2 separate regions of the Arachis hypogaea genome follow, and region 1 is linked to region 2. A link is a contact called in public Hi-C data. All regions are on one chromosome and are shown on one strand. The core of a region is the stretch at or near the end of the contact, and the rest is flanking DNA. Distances in the headings are between cores, read along the strand shown. Region 1 holds the start of LOC112766502 (J domain-containing protein required for chloroplast accumulation response 1). Region 2 overlaps LOC112764442.

What was found. A called contact is a pair of places that touch in the nucleus more often than the background predicts.
Region 1: a Hi-C map of an unstated tissue shows a contact between it and region 2, with 7 times the contacts expected there. The contact joins the promoter of LOC112766502 here to the enhancer-like site in region 2. A contact is called at or near these places in 4 of 8 Hi-C or Micro-C datasets (leaf and an unstated tissue).

What each region holds. Positions count from the first base shown.
Region 1 is chr17:115,033,281-115,035,980 of arahy.Tifrunner.gnm2.J5K5, forward strand. It overlaps LOC112766502 (J domain-containing protein required for chloroplast accumulation response 1), which reads left to right and starts at 1,334. Exons shown (of 9, transcript XM_072223345.1): 1 at 1,334-2,386. It overlaps LOC112764873 (probable protein phosphatase 2C 55), which reads left to right. Exons shown (of 4, transcript XM_025810685.3): 4 at 547-1,163. The coding sequence ends at 843.
Region 2 is chr17:114,760,779-114,763,603 of arahy.Tifrunner.gnm2.J5K5, forward strand. LOC112764442 reads left to right here. Exons shown (of 16, transcript XM_025810036.3): 13 at 40-112; 14 at 372-545; 15 at 649-771; 16 at 953-1,377. The coding sequence ends at 1,114. Among protein-coding and RNA genes, the nearest start is that of LOC112764442, 6.5 kb to the left of the region's middle. Within about 2 kb of position 1,458, at least 2 of the 3 cell types and tissues checked have open chromatin away from gene starts, as enhancers often do.

The DNA of each region.
Region 1 (2,700 bases), core at 84-2,583, 270 kb after region 2:
TTCTTTAAGTCCTATAGTAGTTTTGTTGATTTACTCTCTGTTCAATGTAGTCCCACAGTCAATTATCATATTAGACTATTATGATGTGCTCTTTAGATATGTTATCTCCGATCAGCTGTAAGTGAGATGTGAAATTTGAAAGTAACTTGCAGCATAAACACCACCAGTTAAAGTAGTCTACTTTAGATGGAAGTTTACTGTAGGCTGTAGGACATTGAAAGATATGGTAAATCCTGGTACTGTGTCTTTAAGAAAGTTGGAGAAATGCAGACAAAGCTTACTACCATTTAAGTATGATCTTGTTAATGCTAGCATATTACTTGCATTCATTATAACAAGCCATTAAAACTTTTGGTGGTTATCTAATTCTTTTCAGACAGTTTTTTATATTTTGTCTCAATTATTCCCTTCTATAACATGCGAATGGCATCCATATCCTTAAGTAGTTCACCATTGCCATAGTCAATAAACTAGTTAATCTTCTTGAATATTTGTTTATCTATGCTTCTTGTTGGACTTTTATGTGGATTGCCTTGTTCATGTCAGGTTTTCACAATTCGTGTTGCTCTTGGTGATGTCATAGTCGCTGGTACGGATGGGTTGTTTGACAACTTGTATAATAATGATATCACGGCAGTGGTGGTTCATGCCAAAAGAGCTGGCTTAAGCCCTCAGGCAACGGCTCAGAAAATAGCTGCACTGGCACGCCAACGGGCACAGGACAAAGACCGGCAGACGCCTTTTTCAACTGCTGCTCAAGATGCTGGGCTCCGTTACTATGGTGGCAAGCTTGACGACACAACAGTTATCATTTCATATATTACCGGCTCTGAAGATGCCTAAAATCCAATCCAGTTCTCTTGTACATACTCTTTTTGTCCTCATGCGCACCATGCAGCATATGTGATTATTATAAATAAAAGGTTTAAACATTGTTACCCTCCAGGAAATGATGTTAGTGACAACCAATTCAGAAATGTAGGTCCGAATTTAAAGTTTTGACCGTCCAAATTTTGTTTGTAAGCAACCAGCCTCTTAAGTTGGATGTTGTTTTGCTTGGTTGTTGGTTTTGGCACTGAGCAGGAAAGTGTGACAAGCATTCAAATTGAAATAATGTAAATGAGAGTTCAGGTTCCTTGAGTAATGAATGAGCCTTTGCAATAGTTTGGCGCTTGTTGCGAATGTATTATCGATTTTTCTCTGGCACGATTGGCTCTTTTCCCGAACCATATGTTCTGGTATTGCATGGGCCCCTTATCTTCGTGCCTAATCAGGAATCCCGTGATGGATGCGTTTCATCTACGTATATCGGAGGTTACGGAAAATCTGAATTACTGAAAAATTATTGAAAATAAGAAACTTTGAACTAGTGAAATGAATGCATAAATATATAACAAAAATTATATGAAGAGTGCTACGTGGGGCCAAAATTTCATATTTTTCTCTTGTGACATCGGTTCCTATTCCTAATGCCAACTCTTGAATAGCCAAAAATATGATAGGAAGAGACAAAATCAGAGAAGTGGCAGAGGGTGTGGTGGCCGCATTGAAAATTTTAAGCGAGAGGGGATTTAATTAGTATCCCAAAGAAGAATTGAGGGAAAAGATTTCTTCAAAAAGGCATGGAGTAGAGTGGTCGAGTTATCAGCATCACTTTTTTATAGTTTTGTTTCTATCCTTTAAAGTATTATCCCAAGTCACTCATATCTTGTGGCTTGCCAATGGCAATTGGTCTTCGGCGCACCTTCTCTGTCGTATTGTGGTAGTTACTTCCCTTTCAGAATTCGTGCCTGTTCTCGTCTGTGTCTCTGATTCATAGCAGGCAGAGGCAGTTACAGTTCAAAACAAACTTTCCATTACCCTCCGCTGCGTTCCACGTTTTCCCGCCAATTTTTAATCCTGAATTAGTTGACAGTTATTATTAATTATTAATAATAATGGAGAGGTTTTACTCCTCTTCTTATTCTTCACAACAAGGGGAAAGCGGTTTCTACACGAGTCCAAGCACGCCAAGCAGAAACTCCGATGTGGATTTCAACGATGTGTTCGGAGGGCCGCCACGGCGGTCTTCCATTAACAGCGAGATTCGGCATAGCCTCAGCTACAGCAGGTTGCAGGATTTGAGTCAAGAAGGAGAAGGAGAAGAAGGCGAGGCTCCAAGTTCGTGTGCGTGGCGTCCTGAGCGGGAGAGACCAGTGTTTGGAGGGGAAGATTTCGTGAATCGGAGGCGTTATTCAAACAAGAACAGTGACTTCTACGATGATATATTCAGAGGCGATGAGTCTCCGATCAGGAATAGGGATCAGAGTCAAAGCCCTTTCCCCAGCAGAGTTTTGAGCCCTTCTCTTGCTGACCCTCTCTCCTCTTCTCTACCTTCGAACTTCAGGTTTTCCTCATTAACCTATCCTTCTCGTGCGGATTATTGATGATTTTTAACAAACTCATAAAATTGAATCCAAATTACGGATTAGTTAATCATCACTATTGTTCCCTATTTGAGTCTCTCCTTCAGTAAGCAATTTTGAATTAGAAACACTGTTGTAATCGTTTATTGTGTGGGATGATATCTGTGTTTTGAACTTTTAAACTAACTGTGGGGGATAGGATAGCAACGTTACCCGGACGCGCGGTACCCACTCTCCCCTATCCGGTCCAAGTGGGGTAATTACCCGACCCAGTCTAGGGCGGACAGGGTCGAAT
Region 2 (2,825 bases), core at 208-2,707:
CCTTATTACTAGGCTAAAAATTTGAATGTCTCTTTGCAGTGAATGGGTCCTGGGCAATCGTGAGGACCTAGTGAAGGATATTATTGCTGAACTACAGCCAGAGAATGGTGAGGTAATATTATATTTTTGTTGTTCTTGTTGTTCCCCCCCGTCTTCCCTTTAGTAATAGATATTTAATTTCTTCACGATGTTATCCATTTTTCTGAAACTAAATTTGTCCAATTCTCAAGCTAAGCATCTTAACCTGAATCCTGCTAGAGTTGAATGGGAGAATTCCATGTTTGGTGCATAGTAGATTACGTGTTGCTGTTGTGCTTGTTCTTTATATATGTACTCTCATTTTCTTATTAGAAGGTGGCGTTTTTTTACAGGAATGGTGGACATATGTCTGCATGGGGCCATCAGATCCTCATCCAAATTGGCACCTTGGGATGCGTGGTACTCAACACCGTGCTGTCATGTGGCGTGTGTGGAAGGAGGGTGGCACCGGATTTTTATACTGGGGTGCCAACTGCTATGAGAAGGCAACTGCAGCCAGTGCAGAGGTATCTTAATAGTCTCTTTGTGCTGAATTTGGAAAATAATGGAGCTGTTAGTACTAGTTATACTGTATTGTTATTTTCCTACCAACCGGTCTTATGGAAACAGATAAGATTCAGGCATGGCCTTCCTCCTGGGGATGGAGTTTTATACTACCCTGGTGAGGTTTTCTCAAAATCTCATCAACCAGTGGCTTCTCTTAGGCTAGAGCGCCTGCTTAGTGGCTTGCAGGTAAAGTGCTAACATTTTTCTCGTACTGTAAATTTATTCTCAACTCATGCATTTATCGGAAATACTTCTGCCCTTTCTGTTTTTAACTGATTTCCATGAATGAAGGAGTATTTTCATGGTTTGTCCATCCATGACAGGAATTGATTTTCATTTTCATTCTAATCTTTATGCCTCTTTTTAGGACTTTGAATACCTGAAACTATATGCTTCGAAGTATGGTCGAGAGGAAAGTATTTCGCTTTTGGAGAGGACAGGAGTGTACTTTGGTCCTGAGCGTTACACGGTTGAGCACATGCCGGTCGATGTAATGAGAGGACAAATTTTTAATGCTTGCCGTTCATAAATTATGATGTTACGATGGTCGGATGGTGTATGGTTCCAGACCAACGCTGAAAATTTCAAGGCGTATCTAGCTTTTGAAGATTCCCACTTGGCATGGTGCTGCAATGTCATCTCATCTACACTGTGGATATATTTTCTACATTGTAATTCCTTTTCCTCAATAGACCGCATAATTGGAACTTTGTTCAGTCGGATTGTGATTCTGATATAAATTTGAGAATGGAACGTAATTATGATAGAGAGATCTTTTGTTCCTTGCTGAAATGTGCTCCATTGGTTCGACAGTACATGTTACAAATGATAGCAGTTTAGACAGATTTACTAACAGTTAGGCCCATTTATATTCTCACAAGTTACCGTCATGTTACAAACTTATAATGGGAGGATGAGTACCATACCATATTGTACCCTTTTGTTGTTGATGGTGCGGAAATTTGACATAAGAATATAAGATGTTAGATAATTTCAGAGCGGAGAATAAGAATACCAGGGACTAGTATTTTCAAACGAAAAAATTGGAAAAAATGACTAAATTTTCAAAGTGGTCATTGAGAATCACGTCATATATCGATTTGGTTCTTGATGTTTCTATTCCGCTATTATTGTTTACGAGATTGATCTCTTGGCATTATAGTGGTTTTTCGACTTCTTTTTGACAATGACTCTGCAAACGAAGTGATGAATTGGTACTCCCGATGCCACGATACTAGAGAAACATTGTTTGCTTTTGACGTCTAATGAAAGCAGATACGAAGTCGTTTTAATATATGTTGGTATCTAAAACAATATTCATATGTATCAAAATGATGTTGCATTTATTTTTGTTAGGCATCAAAAGCAAACGCCATCGTTTCACTAGTGTCTAGTGTGATATTAAGAGTGTTTTGCAAGAGGGCCAAGGGACTACTATGCTGTCTGGAAATTAAACCAAATTGGGATATGGTATTGGTGTGGATCTCATGGACCACTCTCAGGATGTAGTCGAAAAAAAAGATTAGTGTTAATTTAAATTTAAAATATATATAAGAGAAAAATATTGGTGACTTAGCATTTGCATTTTGAAATTATTGAATAATAAGGAGTTGAAATTCCATAGCAAAAAAAAAAGATGATAATAGTTAACCAAAAAAGAATAAAAGTTAACCAAAAAAGAAAGGAAAAAAAAAAACAAACAAACAAACGCTTAAAGTCAGAGATGAATCCAAAAATTTGGTAAAGGAGAGACCAAAAATTAAAATTTTGTACAATTAAATAATATATTTGATAATATTAATTAACACTTGTCAAATAAATAAGTTATCTTAGTCGTCCTTATAAATTTTTTTTTTCATTTTAGATCCGATAAGAAAATATAAAAATAATCTATTTTTGATTTTTTTGATTCAATTAATTTGTTTTACTAAGTATTAATGTGACAGTAAGTTATATTTTTATGTTTTATATCATAAAATATATGGCATACAATAATATAAATCAGATGTTCAAATTATATGTATTTAAAATATATTTGTGAATAAAAAATATAAAATATACTCATTTTAATAAATTTATTTAATATGTTATAATTTTAATATCGTGAGAGAAATAAATAGATTTTGAAATTATTTATTTTCATCATTTCATGTACTATTATATATATAGCTTTATTAACATCCAATTAAATATTGATATTATTATAAATATTTAACTATTTTAATATAATAATAGATGTA